3 separate regions of the Mus musculus genome follow, and all the other regions are linked to region 3. A link is a contact called in public Micro-C data. All regions are on one chromosome and are shown on one strand. The core of a region is the stretch at or near the end of the contact, and the rest is flanking DNA. Distances in the headings are between cores, read along the strand shown.

Region 1 (4,528 bases), core at 1,690-4,189, 100 kb before region 3:
CCAGTACCTGGGAGGCAGTGGCAAGTGGACCTCTGTGAGTTTGAGGCCAGCCTGGTCTACAGATCTAAGGACAGCTAAGGTTGCACAGAGAGCCCTGTGTACACACACACACACACACACACACACACACACATCCAGTCTATGTATGTGTGCATGTGTACATGCACAGATCCTCCTACCATCTAGGGCCTGGGAATCCAGCTTTGGCCACCAACCTTGACTGCAGTTTCTTTTATTGGCTGAGTCATCTTGCTGCTCCTATTTTATGTCATTTAATAACGTTTTGTTTCAAGACTTAATAGAGACTTCTGGTAGTTTTCAAGAACAAACAGTAAGTAAATATAAAATAGAGCTGTCATCCTCTCTCTCCGTAGAAATAAAATTTAAGCCAGACCCAGGTTTCCCCGCTAAAGGTGACACTTCCAAGCTTCTCTCCAGACTGCAAGGGCACATTTTCACTGTGTGCTCCTTTTTAGAAGCTATACAAAAAAAGGACAAAGACTTAGGGTGTGGTCCCAGGGCAGGGCACAAGGAAGCCATTGGATGAAGGCAGCTCAAGTCATTGAGTTAGCCACTAGCCATACAGTGGGACCCGTATAACAGAGAGAAATAAATATCTGTCTTCTTAGAACCACTGTCTTTTGGAGTCTGCTCATTATAGCAACTTAGGCAAACCCCTAACTAATATATCCAATACTGATTCCTTCAACATATGTCACTGTCTGCACATGGTATTACATACCTGGAATCTAGAACTTGCCAGGCAGAGGCAGACATATTTGAGAATCTGAAGACATTTGAGGCTATATCACAAAGCCATGTCTTTAAAAAATAAAATACAAAGGGCCAGAGAGATGGCTCTGTGGATAGGAGCACTTGCTGTGAGTGCATGAGGACCGAAGGATGTGGCAATGTGGCATTTGTAGCCCCAGCAACTGTGGAGGGCAGAGCCAGCCTAGCTCCAGGTTCTGTGAGAGAGCCTGCGTCAATGGAAGGAGACATAGGATGTAGAGCAGGACCTTTGTCACAGTGCATATTGCTGTAACTGGCTCGTGATGCCTCTGAAGATTTTCACAACAGTCTCTTAAGAAAGACAATAAATGAAGACTAGTGTCTCATCATAGAAGGAAACAAAAACCACGGTGACTTATCTCAGGGTTCATGAGTCACTAAAAACTTGAGTCAAAGACCTGAAAGAAATCTAATTTGGTACCACATTAAGTATGACATATTTTGACATATTTTTAGGTTTCTCTCTCTCTCTCTCTCTCTCTCTCTCTCTGTCTCTCTCTCTCTCTCTCTCTTTCTGAAATAGAAAGGTTGGAGCGACCCATTTAGGAGACATGCAATTCAAGGGTCTTCCTGGGAGAACATATTCTTTAAATGTATAAAGGCTCAGGTTGGGAGCTACTGTAATGTCAGCTGTTAAAATCAAACTTTGGGGGTGGGAGAGGACTGAAATGCTGGCTCAGCAGTTAAGAGCACTGGCTGATCTTCCAGAGGTCCTAAGTTCAACTCCAGCAACCATATGGTGGCTCACAACCATCTGTAATGGGATCTGATGCCCACTTCTGGTGTGCTCATACACATAAAAATAAATAAATAAATCTTTAAAAACAAAAATCACTACAGCACTAGGGGTGGAGGCAACTGCCTTTTCAGCCACACATGACTGAGTATGACATAGGGCTGCATTTTCCTCTGGAAGAGGAAAGAAAATAGAATCTCTGAACAAGCCACTGCTGACTTAGCGACCTTGACATGTTCTCCAGATAGGACTAAGGAACAAGGGAGTCAGAAAACTGGAATGAGAGGGGACCAGATCATCTTCACGTATCAGGAACCGAAGACTTCCCAGCCTAGAAGGACAACTGGATAAGCAAGGGTGGTGGCAGGTGTTCATGCACGGTCCTTTATTCCGCCAAATAGCAGGCTTTAAAAGGGCGGCCAGGAAACCCCCCCCCCCCCCCCCGCAGCCTTCTGTTCCCAACTAAGGATTGGATTATAGTTTTGCTGCAGGCCAATCACCTGGCCCTCGTTTAACTGTTGCTTCTCACTCCCTGCAATGAGGTACAGAGGTCATCTTAGGATCTCAGAGACCCGGAAGGGAGGTTTAGGAAAGCTCAGGAAAAACCATCTGCAGGACGTTTCCTTTGCTCTTCTAAGCAGTGGCTGGCGCCTGGTAGTCGCTCAGTACCTTGTTCCCTTTGGGTCTAAAGTCTTCCCAAGGCCAAAAGGGAGGAGGTATGTGGGAGGGAGGGAGAAAGAGAGGAAGAGAGAGAGAGAGAGAGAGAGAGAGAGAGAGAGAGAGAGAGAGAGAGAGAGAGAGAGAGAGAGACCACACACACACACACACACACACACAGCGGGTAGGAGAGAGAAAGAGATTTCTATTTTTCCATAAAATCACCCGGGTTGACTCTCCGCATTTCTGCTATTCTTTCTCAAATTTGAATGAGGTGACTGGCCTGTGAGAAGGAAACATTTCAGGAAGTTTAGAAATCACTGAGAATTCTCCCTAGGAACCAGACTCCCTGGGAATTAAGTCTTTCAGAAAACAAGCAAAGGTTGGGGCAGGGAGCTGGGATGTGGGGGACACATGTGTAGTGGCGACCAGTTTCACCTTGAACTCCAGATTTGAAAGGAGGGTCACAAAGCGTCCAGGCTTCCGGCAGCACTTGGAAGGATGCGCGGGAGTGGGGATGGCGCATAGGTCATGCACGTGGACCCGTCCACGCAGTTGCAAGCACACTCTCCAGCAGGCAGGTAAGGGGCTGGGGCCGCCCGGTTGGCTAGGAAGGGGACGGTGACGTGTGCAAGGTGGTGGCGGACACCTGGGCTTGCCCGCGTGTAGGGCGGGCGCTAGGACCCGGGTGGCGCACCTGTTGGCTGGCACCGCGCCCCGCCCGTCCTGCGCTGGGAGCATCGGGCTGCGGAACGCGAGGCCAGGGCGCACGCTGAGGACACGGACGCGCGTGGCTGCGGGTCGGAGGAACGGGGTCACGGCTCACCATGGCCGAACTGCTGCGGAGCCTGCGGGATTCACAGCTCGTGGCGCGCTTCCAGCGCCGCTGCGGGCTCTTCCCAGCGCGGGAGGTCAGTCCTAGGGAGAAGGGCCTTTCGAAGTGGGCGACAGGGGTCCCGGAGGTCTCTCATCTCTCCGACAACCGGGATTCGGTGTCTGCCGTTGGGGAGGAGGGCGACGGCCGCCTGCTTACCTGCGGCTCCGGGTGACTCCTAGATGGGGATTGGAGGGCTCCAACCGCCGCCACCCGGCTTCCATCCTAGGAAGGGCACGGCGGGGAACAGTCACCCGATGCCACCCTTTCTCGCTGCAGGTGGCAGTCAGTCACTTCTTTTCAGACACCACCTTTGCATGCATCCGCGGAAAGACTTTCTACTTTAATTACTTTAGTGAGTAAGTTCGTTAGATTCCACCCAAAGTGTGAGAGTTACGTAACTGAAAAGAGGAGCGGGGATGTCCTTGGCACTTCCCTGGGACACAGCCTGAGAACTCCTCAAAGTCCTTAGGTTGCTGCCGCATCCCCCCTTCCTACTCCGTGCAGACATCCCAGTCGCGCGCTTTGCTTTGCTGAACACCCGCCCTGGACTCCTCTGGGAATTCACAGCCCCGCCCCCCAGCTAACCTAACCTCAGAGATGGGAGTTCAACACTGTCTCCCTCCCGACGTCCCCCTAGTTTTGGAGGCACTGGTTGGTCTTTTATGATTGGCTCTTACGGCCTTTTCGGTAGATGCTTTGCATCCGGAGCAAGGTTATACAACCCTACTGCAGCTTTGCGTTATGAGGTGCACAGGGACTCCTCCAGGCTGAAAGGACCAGGCAGGCGGCAGATGGCAGCTAGGAAAGCTTGTCTCCCTTGGGCACCACCAGCAGCTGCCCTTTCCCTCGGCTTAAGTAGAAAATAACAAACCAGGACAGAAGCAATTCTACTCCGCCTCCCCCACCCCCCTTCTTCAGTGTTTTATTCTTTCTGAGAGATTCTGGTGACTGGAAGGTGACACGTCCTTATATATAGATAACTACTTAAGAACCTGGCGCTTGTGTAGGACAGAATAATAGAGGCATCAAATTACAGAATTCATTTGAAAAGTGGCAGTAGGCTAGTTGTGTATTCTCAGCTAGAGAAATTCTTCAAAATATTTTCACTTTATAGTTACTTCACGGCATGCTGATAGCTTTGAGATTAATTCAAGACATCTCTCTTTGCCAGAGCCTTGCCTCAAAAGGTGCTAGCACATAAGCCCAATGCCCCACCCCCACGGGAAGCGTTTTCCTGTACAGGCGCTCTGTTTAGGCTCAGGACCAGCGCGGGGGTGGGGGTGGGGGGCTGCACTCTATCCGACTTGTCTCCCCTGTACCTGCTCTTCCTCATTCAGGACTGAATTTTTCCACTAATGTTTCTTAAATTGTTTTTACACAATCCCCTTGATTACTTGCCTGCACATTCTGGGGAAGGCTTCTTCCTTCTTGTAGTCCCAGATAGTCTGGGGAATCAAGGAGTGGGG
Region 2 (4,606 bases), core at 887-3,386, 65 kb before region 3:
ACTATGTACATGCATGACACTATGTACATGCATGACACTATGTACATGCATGACATTATATACATGTATGACACCATGTACATGTATAACACTATGTACATGTATGACATTATGTACTTGTATGACATGTACTTGTATGATACTATGTACATGTATGACACTATGTACATGTATGGCATTATGTACATGTATGACATTATGTGCATGTATGACATTATGTACATGTAAGGAAAAGTCATGAGAGCCACCGTCTCCTTTTGCCTTCACACTTTTATAGTCTCTCTCTCTGATTTTTCCTGGGAATATAAAAATAAATGTCTAGGTGAGGCATCAAGACTGACCAAAAATAAAATTCTACTCAGGTCTAGCTTGGCAGGCCAGTGGATTGAATTGAAATTACCTATAGAATAATGGATAAGGGGTTTGCTACAGGGCTGTGGGCAACTTATGGGTGGCCACACTACTAAGGAGTTCCACCCCTCACAATTGTGAACTGTTTATAAATTTTTAGATGAGATGTGCCACTTATATGCTATCTTGTGAACCACATGTCAGAGGTCAGCTTTGGGCATTATTCCTAAGTAGCTGTCTACCTTGTTGGGCTTTGTTGTTGTTGATTGTTTTTTTGTTTTTGTTTTTTTGTTTGTTTGTTTGTTTTGTTTTGTTTTGTTTTGTTTTTGTCAGGATCTCCCATTGGCCTGCAGCTCTCCAGTTAGGCTCTGCTGGCTGGCCATCACCTCTCCAAGTCTGGGATTATGAGTGCATGCCACAAAGCCTGGCTTTTTAAACATGGATTCTGAGAATCAGTTTTGAATGCCTTTTCTGACAGACAGGTAATTGCAGTTGCTCTGGTGATCAACAGCAAAAGTCATACTCAGGAGACAGTTCTATAGGCCATCCCTAGGACTCGGGGTGTAGCCCATGGAGAACTTTCCTGGTATGGGTGGAGCTCTGGAGCCCCAGAACTTCAAAAAATGAAAATAAAAGAAAAAAAATTAAGCAAAACATCTGTAAGCAGTTTCTGTTCACAGTTATAACAGGATCTCAATGTGTTCTGGAGTGTAATGGATTCTTAGTGGAGACAGCTCACACCGTTCTACTCACATATTAGCCCTTTCACACTTCAATGTGTGATCGAAGCACGAGAGACCCTCGTCACAATTCCAGGGGACTCTAGATCTTTGGATCCTTTTGAGGGGCTAGGAATCCGAATTTGTATGTGACATCCATGCTGCTGTCTAGAAGCCACACTTCAATGGACAAGGGCTTAGATGCTACTGAAGACATCCTTTTAACTAGAGAAGTGCCCATACATGGCAGTCTGATGAGATGTATAACTGGTTTAATATGGCAGTCTTCTCTGATGGGGGTGATTGGTGGGGACCTCCATCAGCCACCCTCTTTATGTTTTGTTTTTTGAGAAGGGTCTCACTATGTAGCCCTGGCTGACCTGGAACTTGATATGTAGTCCAGACTGTCCTTAAATTCCAAAAGATCCTCCTACCTCTGGGATCAAAGGCGTGTGCTATCACCCCTGACTCTATCAGCCATTCTGACATGAAGGTACAAGACTTTAAATGTTCTTTTTCTTCCTTCCAAGTCTTTGAGCCCACAGTCACCCGGATTTATTGTTTCCCTTGGATGCGCAGAGACGACAGAGACAAGCCATTAAGGTCTAGTTTCCTTCCTTACCGAGAAGTCATAGTTCTTGTGCCATTTCTGACACATCAGGATTATCAGCTGAGGTCAGCCAGTACTTTCTGGAAAGCGTCTTCCTGTGGGAAGCAATGAGAACCACAGTCAGCACACTTGGCCATCCCTGAGGTCTGTGTCTGTAGGTGTAGGAACCACAGTCCGTGTTTACTGCGCAGGAATCCCCAGTGTCCTACGCCGCCGGTGGTGCTGCATCCTGGATGAAGCCCAGAGCCTGCGGGAGAATTCAGGGTGGGTCGGCCCTCAGCCTGTGGCATTCAGTTGCCATCCATGAAAGAAAGACTCACTTTCTCTGGGTTTCATCAAATTGTTTTGGTTCCTGTGGTTTCTTACTAAATAACTATCATCAAATCCCACATGGCAAAGCCAAGGCCTGACACAGACGCGGGCATTACTCATCTGGATGGACCGAGAGGCTCGCTGAGTTCTCAGTTTTAATTTCAGATAGAAGATGGGAGCATGCAGAGGTCACTCACAGGCAGAGCCTCCTTCCCCCTTCCTCTCTGTCAAAGTCTGAGTCACCCTTCCAAGATAGTTTCCTTGCCTCTTTCTCTTTCATCCTGTTTTTTTTTTTCTCTCTTCTCTTAAATTTGTTTGCTTTCTTTGCTGTATATCCCACCAAGAGCAGATAGCCTTCTGTAATCCTTTCCCTTTATACTATCAATAGAAATAATGCAAGCACTCCTACTATTGATTAAGCAGAAACCATGTGTCTGATTCACCACATGTGTTCGCCATGCACATTCATTTGGTCTTCCCAATGCCTTGATAAGGGAAGCTGCTTTTGCAGGCTCACAGCAGAACATGGCAGCTCAGAGGTGTCCAACAGATGTGCCATTAGGTCCAGGGTGTCAGAACACCCAGACCCTCTGAGCTTCTCCTCTCCTTGTAACTCAGCCAAAGGTTGCAGCAAGTTGAGTAGGCTTATGGACTTCCCACCCACAGAGGGCTTCACCTCACCTGCTGTAAGATGGATACAGAATGGTTCTTCTGCCTTGGCTCATGGTATGGCCCATGCCTATTCTCAAGTCAGACTTCATTTCTTCAGCGGCATGCCTGAGCTGTGGCCCTTAGATGACCTTAAAGTTTACCCCCAAAGCTTTTGCACAGGGTGAAAGAGTCAGGCACGGTGGTACAGTGCTGTACATGGTGAGAGGGAGGAGGCAGGAAGCAAGGCTGAGAGACTTTAAGGTCTTGGGAAGATTCAGAGAGCACTGTCCGTGTGAATGTGTGAGAGAGTAGAATACAAAACACGATGCTTCCATGTGCTCTTGCAGGTGGGGGCAAGGAAGTCTCGCTGGAAGTGTCTTTGGTCCTGTAACCACTAGTGCTTAGGGGGCTTCTTGGGTGCCCTTGCCAGCCTTTGCCTCCTCTGACACAAGGGTGAAGGAAAAAGTGCAATGTAGCAAAGATGGAGTCAAAACCAGGATGAAGAATATGTTCCAGTACTTCAGAGGCTGGGGCAAGCAGAACTCTGAGTTTGAGGCCAGCCCAGTCTGCAGAGTGAATTCCAGGATAGCCAGGGCTACACAGAGAAACCACTTCTTGAAAACAAAACAAAAACGAAACAAAAGTCCTCAGACCTTGTAAAAGGCTCGGGGCATGTTAAGTAATGCTACATTTAAGGTGAACACAGTCACAGTTGAGTGAAAACACCTATACCCACCCAGGGCTTTGCAGTGGGAGGGGACAGCAGACATGTTCAAAGAGGCTGAACCTGAGGGGTGGGACAATGGGTAAGTTGGCTTTCGCTTTTGACTTTTCAGATGGTTCCAAGTGAAATGTGTTCATCAGAAAAGCAAGGGCTAAATCAGATACCAGGGAAGAAAAGGAAATATAAAAAACTCAAGCTTTCGTCTCAAAAATAAAGTTAAAACGATAAGTCACGGGGCACAAAGAAACCAGAGGGTCAGCAATGGACTGGGTGGGGAGCCCATTGTTTCTTCATTGTGTGCTGTTTCTTTAGTGTTCCTTTTATGTGTGTATACACAATTTCAAAGCTCTTCCTGAGTTTATTTTTGTGACTGGTGATTTTAAGCTCCATTAGACCCACCCTTCCAGTGGGGAGCAACAATTTGAAACTGTGGAGGAGGCTGAAGGGGAACCTTACAGGCTTTGCATGTAGAAAAGACTTAGGAGGGGTATGGGGAAGGCCAGGCCCTCTGGATGGAGTGCCCTCTCCTGTTGCCAGCATGTCCTTCCCAGTCTGGTCCATCCCGGTGACACAATGATGTCTGCTGCCAAAAAGGGACAAGTCATCTCTGGGAGGGTGGGATGGACCAAAGAGGGAAAATGTTCCCCAAGCCCTGTCTTGTTCTTACCCTCCTGGGTTCTTTAAGACTCGTAGAAAGTGGAAAGGAGATTTAAGATATGGGGGAGGGGGAGTCCTGTGGCGCAACTACCTTTGTGCTCCATCCTTCTCTGTGTCACACACACTTCTCACATGAGAGTCTCGGATAGAAAAAGTAGCCAGCTAGAAGCTCTGTACCCAAGGAAGAAGGAAGTCCTCAGATAAAACCTTGGCTTGGTATTGAGGTAATTGGGTTTTAGATTTGTTACTATTAATTTTAATGTTTGCTTTTAACTCCAACACGAGTAAAAAGATTATTAAGGAGAAAAATCTTACACATGTCTGAATAGCTGTCTTATGCTTTGGTGACTTCTTTTAAAGTTTTAGAAAATGTTTTTGAAGATGGCAGTGCGATGCTGGGTGCCATGGTACATACCTGTAATCCTCTCAGGGAGCTGAGAGGGAGGAAGACTTGAGGCCAGGTGAGGCTTTATCAAAACTGCAAAAAAACAAAACAAAACAAAAGAAAAAAACTGAAGGCAAACCAAACCAAGGAAGGAAAGAATGATGGAGGGAAGACAAAGAAGGAAGGATGGAGGAATG
Region 3 (4,178 bases), core at 1,396-3,895:
CACCGACTCCCATCTACTGTCCCTGAAGTGACTGGATGAACCTCCACTGAATACATGTAACACATTGCCTTTATCCATTCATCTGTTGGCAGATTCTGCGGCTGATTCCATATAGCGTGGCTATCGTGAAGAGCCTAATGGCATTTTGATTAATATAAAAACACTAAGCTGGGCAAGGCAATGGGAACAGTCAGGCTAGCACTCTGTACGCAAAGGCAGGAGAATGAGAAGTTCAAAGTCATCTCTGGCTACATTCAGAAAACAGTGTCTCTAAAGAAATAAGTACTATATTGATAGGAAAAAAGGCAAAGGTATTAATTGCCTAAACTTCAGGAAAATATGGGAGTGAGTCAGTAGAGCATACAGAAGATAGAAATCATCTGTAATATTCCCACTCAGAAAGCCCATCTTATTTCCTTCTGATATCTCAGCCATGCATGTGTGTGTGTGTGTGTGTGTGTGTGTGTGTGTGTGTTTGTGTGTGTATTATTTTCATTACATCTCACTTATTGCTAACTTTGAAGCCATGGGGATGGACATGAGATTTCCAGACATGTGTCTTTTCAAATGGAAAATCTTCATCCTCTATTATTAAATAAGGAAGCGGTGAGCTTCCTCGTCTAATTTGTGTGTGTGTGTGTGTGTGTGTGTGTGTGTGTGTGTGTGTGAACCACAGGACGTGTTCAGCCTATGCCTTTTCAGTCTCTCTGTGATGCATGCCTCTTTAGGCTAATTTTTCTTGCTTGCATTTGGAGCATGTTTTTTTCAAGTGTAAACGAATCCTTCCTTCCTTCCTTCCTTCCTTCCTTCCTTCCTTCCTTCCTTCCTTCCTTCCTTCCTTCCTTCCTGAGACAAAGCCTCCTGTATTCTAAGCTGTCATTGGACTCACTCTGTGTCTGGAGATGCCCTTGAACTTTTGACTTTCCTGCCTCCAATGCCCTGAGTTCTGGGCTAAGAGGTGCTATGGTGTTATGCCCTAGTTTTACTCCAGGCTGACGCTGGGGCTTCCTGCACGTTAGGCAAGTGCTCCACCAACCGAGTAGACTCCTTGGCACCAAGGTGATGGGAACTTTCCTGAACAATTTTAAGTAGAATCATAGGTCTGAGCGTTTATGTAATGTTGTATACTTTACACCAAGTACTACCTGGTGTCTCTACCTTGAAACTCTTCTCTCGAGAGCATGAGAGCGGGGATGGCTTCCTGAAATGCCCAGTGTCTTTCTGAACTGTTACACACGGACCCCCTATAATGGTTCTTCAATCACTGCATACAGGAAGCGCTCAATACATTCCCAGATGAGCACACACATCCTGGCACCAAACAGGCATCTTTCGAGGAGCCATCTGAGTGGCACCTGGTGTGCTGAGAAGCAGAATGGCCACTTGTGGCTTTCCTAAGCAACAGTGGAAATGTTCATCTCTGGAAATGTTTTTGAAGGTTTGGGGGTTTTGGGGGGGGGGGGTTGTTTTATTTGTTTTGTTTTGAGACTAGTGGTAGAACCAGCCTCAGCTACAGAATAAGACCTTGTCTCAAGGAAAGTTATTTAAAAATAAAGCTTAGAGCATTTGCAGTTCTTCTATGTAGAAGTATTTACAAAATAATTTTGTTATAAGAGATTTACAGTCCCCAACTTGGAAATCTCACTAGATATGGCTCAAGTGTCTTTCTTATGAAAATACCTAAATACCTTTATTATAGTATCACTTTCCATGGATGAAAATCCAAATGTATGACTAGAAGGGAGGGGGAAAACTCCATATTCGGCCATGATGGCTAAAATTAGTTTTGCCTCAAATGCTGGGGCTGTGGACTAAAATAATTTAGTTTGGATTGAAGATGAACACAATTAAGTTTATAAAGACTATTCCAACCAGATGTCAGGGACTTTGGCAACCATAATTACAAAAGAAGACAGGAGGAACCAGGGTAAATTCTTATTTATACTTTGAAACAATGGGTAGCCAACACCCCAGCCTCCTGACTCTGCCAGCTAGTGTCTGGTCTACTCTAGTCCTGACGCTTTGAGAAAGACTGCAAATAAATCGGCAACCTTAGCTCAACCTTGACTTTCTGGCCGGAAACTTTTAATGAGCCCAGAGGAAAGTATTCATCACAGCAAAGACAAAATAAGGCAAGTGTATGAAGTGTGCTCTTAGCCTTTCGTTCAGGGCCAAGGGAGATCACTGCCAACTGTGGGGATACATGACAGTGCGTGAGAGAGGCATAGCCCTAGAGCCGAGCCTTAGAGAGGAGCTGTAAGAACTTGCCAGGTAGAGATGGCTGGAGCACACTTAGCTTCTGAAAGGAATACAAAACTGTCCTCGGTGTGTTTAACAAACAGCAAGTGGGCTCAGCCTTGACCAGAGAAGCTTCTGTTTGCAGTGGACAGCGGTTACGTGGGCAGAGACCAAGAACTGGTCAGAATATGGAACTAAGTGTCTCTTGAGAGCACAGTCCTAAACAGGACATCTGCACCACGCCCTCTAAGGCTCAGGGAACGCTGTGGAAGAGAGAGCAGAAAGAAAGACCAAGGCCAGAGCACGGGGAAGTGCGCTGTGAAAAGATGTTTTCAGGACCTGGCCTTGCACTCAGGAACTTACAGCAGCAGAAGCAATCCCAAGACCTGCTCAGGACAGCGCCCAGAAGTAGCCTATCAGGGAAAGGGGCGGGGCTCATGAGGCCCCGCCTCTCCCCAGGGAACCCTTAATGGTTATTAGGGAAGTCTTTTTCTTTCTAAGTAGAAGTTGCCCATGCTCCAACTCACTGTGTAGATCAGGCTAGCCTCAAACTCAGAGAGATCTGCCTGCATGCCTCCCAAGTACTGGGATCAAAGGGGTGGGCCACCACGCCTGGCTCAAAAAACAAAACAAAACAAAAAAGTTTAAAATTTCAGAAAGCAAGCAGACCCATTTGCGTGCCGTGGGAAAGCAGTGCGGAATTCCTGGAACCTGTTGAGGATTTGGACCGTGCTCAGGCTCTAGGCTGCTGTCCCTGGGTTTATTTACTTTTGTTCTAACTTTACATTCACTGAATCCAGATTATGCTGGGGACTATGCAGAGTGTAGATTCCTGGCTGCACTCTGGATCAGATGGGGGAAGAGTGTGGCACAACCTAGGACCTTCTGGGAAGAGAGTTTCGACTGATTAATCTGTCAGTCTCCATGAGACCTGCAGCCATCAAGGCAGCCGCAAGAGCAACCATGGCTGGAGGGCCAAGGAAGAGTGAGCCATCTGGCCTTGGGAGACTTTCTTCCAGAAGGGACCTGAGCTGCTTTATCTCTGTGGATGAGGCAAATGCCCCTTTTATCCCTGTTGACTTCCTTCGGGGTCAAGACTGGCGGAGGTGACGAGCTGTCTCCAACTCTTAACAGTAGTGTTCCTTTAAACACATAGACAAAATACTCTGGTCCTCAGCGGACCCTCTGCACGGAGGTCCCTGCTCACCCCGCCGTGCATGGGCAGACTCAGGTGCTTAATTCAATTTCACATAAATCCAAAGGAAATAAAAAGCACATCCAGGTGATAGAGAATTCCAGTGTGGAGTCCCCTTCCCTACTGTGTACCCAAGTGCACTGCTCTGCAAATATGTACCTGCCTGTGTTCCAAGCTTTTTGTCAGTCAAAATAGAACCATGTCTTACATATACTACCCAGCAGCTTGCCTCGTTACTTATTGGAGGATTTAACGGTTTGCTATGCTGTGTCATTTTAAAAACATCATCCTTTTAAGCCGTGTAGAAATAAGCATGTAAAAACTCTGCTCAACAAAGTGTTTCTAAAGCCATGCAAGGAAATAAATATATTATCTGAAATTGGGTTGTCTATTCAGTTCCTTAAAATGTTATAGCAGCCAGGAGATCTTTAAATCCAGGTGGGCAGAGCCTCCAAAAGCTGTCTGCCTCACAGATCCCAGCTCCTGTTAGCTTCTGTCACCTGCTCTTGGCAGGTAAGACGGGCACATGAATGGCATCCTCGAGATGGAGGTCCCCTGTGTACCTTTTTACAAGGTAGATATTCTCACTCACATAGTTCCTTCCCGTTGCTGAGCTTTCTGGGTACAGAGCTCTATCCACGATGGATCCAACGGAAACATACATGTTGACCCCCATTTCAATCGCAGAGAAACTTGAGCAGGACAAACTCCACCTACTGGGGTGATCCCGCATCCTGAGTTAGCC

Evidence for each region. Hi-C and Micro-C count contacts between places; a contact is called where the count stands out from the background.
Region 1: a Micro-C map of granulosa cells shows a contact between it and region 3, with 2.7 times the contacts expected there. The contact joins the promoter of Sgpp2 here to the enhancer-like site in region 3. A contact is called at or near these places in 9 of 39 promoter capture datasets (the HPC-7 cell line, cranial neural crest, embryonic stem cells and 5 more), 20 of 484 Hi-C or Micro-C datasets (the HPC-7 cell line, Sertoli cells, adipose-derived mesenchymal stem cells and 14 more), 1 of 115 datasets of contacts at active chromatin or transcription factors (embryonic stem cells) and 2 of 9 other capture datasets (adipose tissue and pancreatic islet).
Region 2: a Micro-C map of granulosa cells shows a contact between it and region 3, with 2.5 times the contacts expected there. The contact joins two enhancer-like sites. A contact is called at or near these places in 12 of 484 Hi-C or Micro-C datasets (the C2C12 cell line, the G1E-ER4 cell line, the HL-1 cell line and 6 more), 1 of 115 datasets of contacts at active chromatin or transcription factors (embryonic stem cells) and 1 of 9 other capture datasets (embryonic stem cells).

Annotation. Positions count from the first base shown.
Region 1 is chr1:78,307,407-78,311,934 of GRCm38.p6, forward strand. Sgpp2 (sphingosine-1-phosphate phosphatase 2) reads left to right here and starts at 2,940. Exons shown (of 5, transcript NM_001004173.2): 1 at 2,940-3,096. The coding sequence starts at 3,013.
Region 2 is chr1:78,345,600-78,350,205 of GRCm38.p6, forward strand. All of the region lies in intron 1 of Sgpp2 (sphingosine-1-phosphate phosphatase 2), which reads left to right. Among named protein-coding and RNA genes, the nearest start is that of Gm51634, 8.9 kb to the right of the region's middle. Within about 2 kb of position 2,137, at least 35 of the 459 cell types and tissues checked have an H3K27ac peak or open chromatin away from gene starts, as enhancers often do. A contact at or near this core is called in granulosa cells, where this site is marked.
Region 3 is chr1:78,410,231-78,414,408 of GRCm38.p6, forward strand. The region is part of intron 4 of Sgpp2 (sphingosine-1-phosphate phosphatase 2); the gene reads left to right. It also overlaps the pseudogene Gm19072. Among named protein-coding and RNA genes, the nearest start is that of Gm51634, 55 kb to the left of the region's middle. Within about 2 kb of position 2,646, at least 11 of the 459 cell types and tissues checked have an H3K27ac peak or open chromatin away from gene starts, as enhancers often do. A contact at or near this core is called in granulosa cells and stem cell-derived cardiac mesoderm, where this site is marked.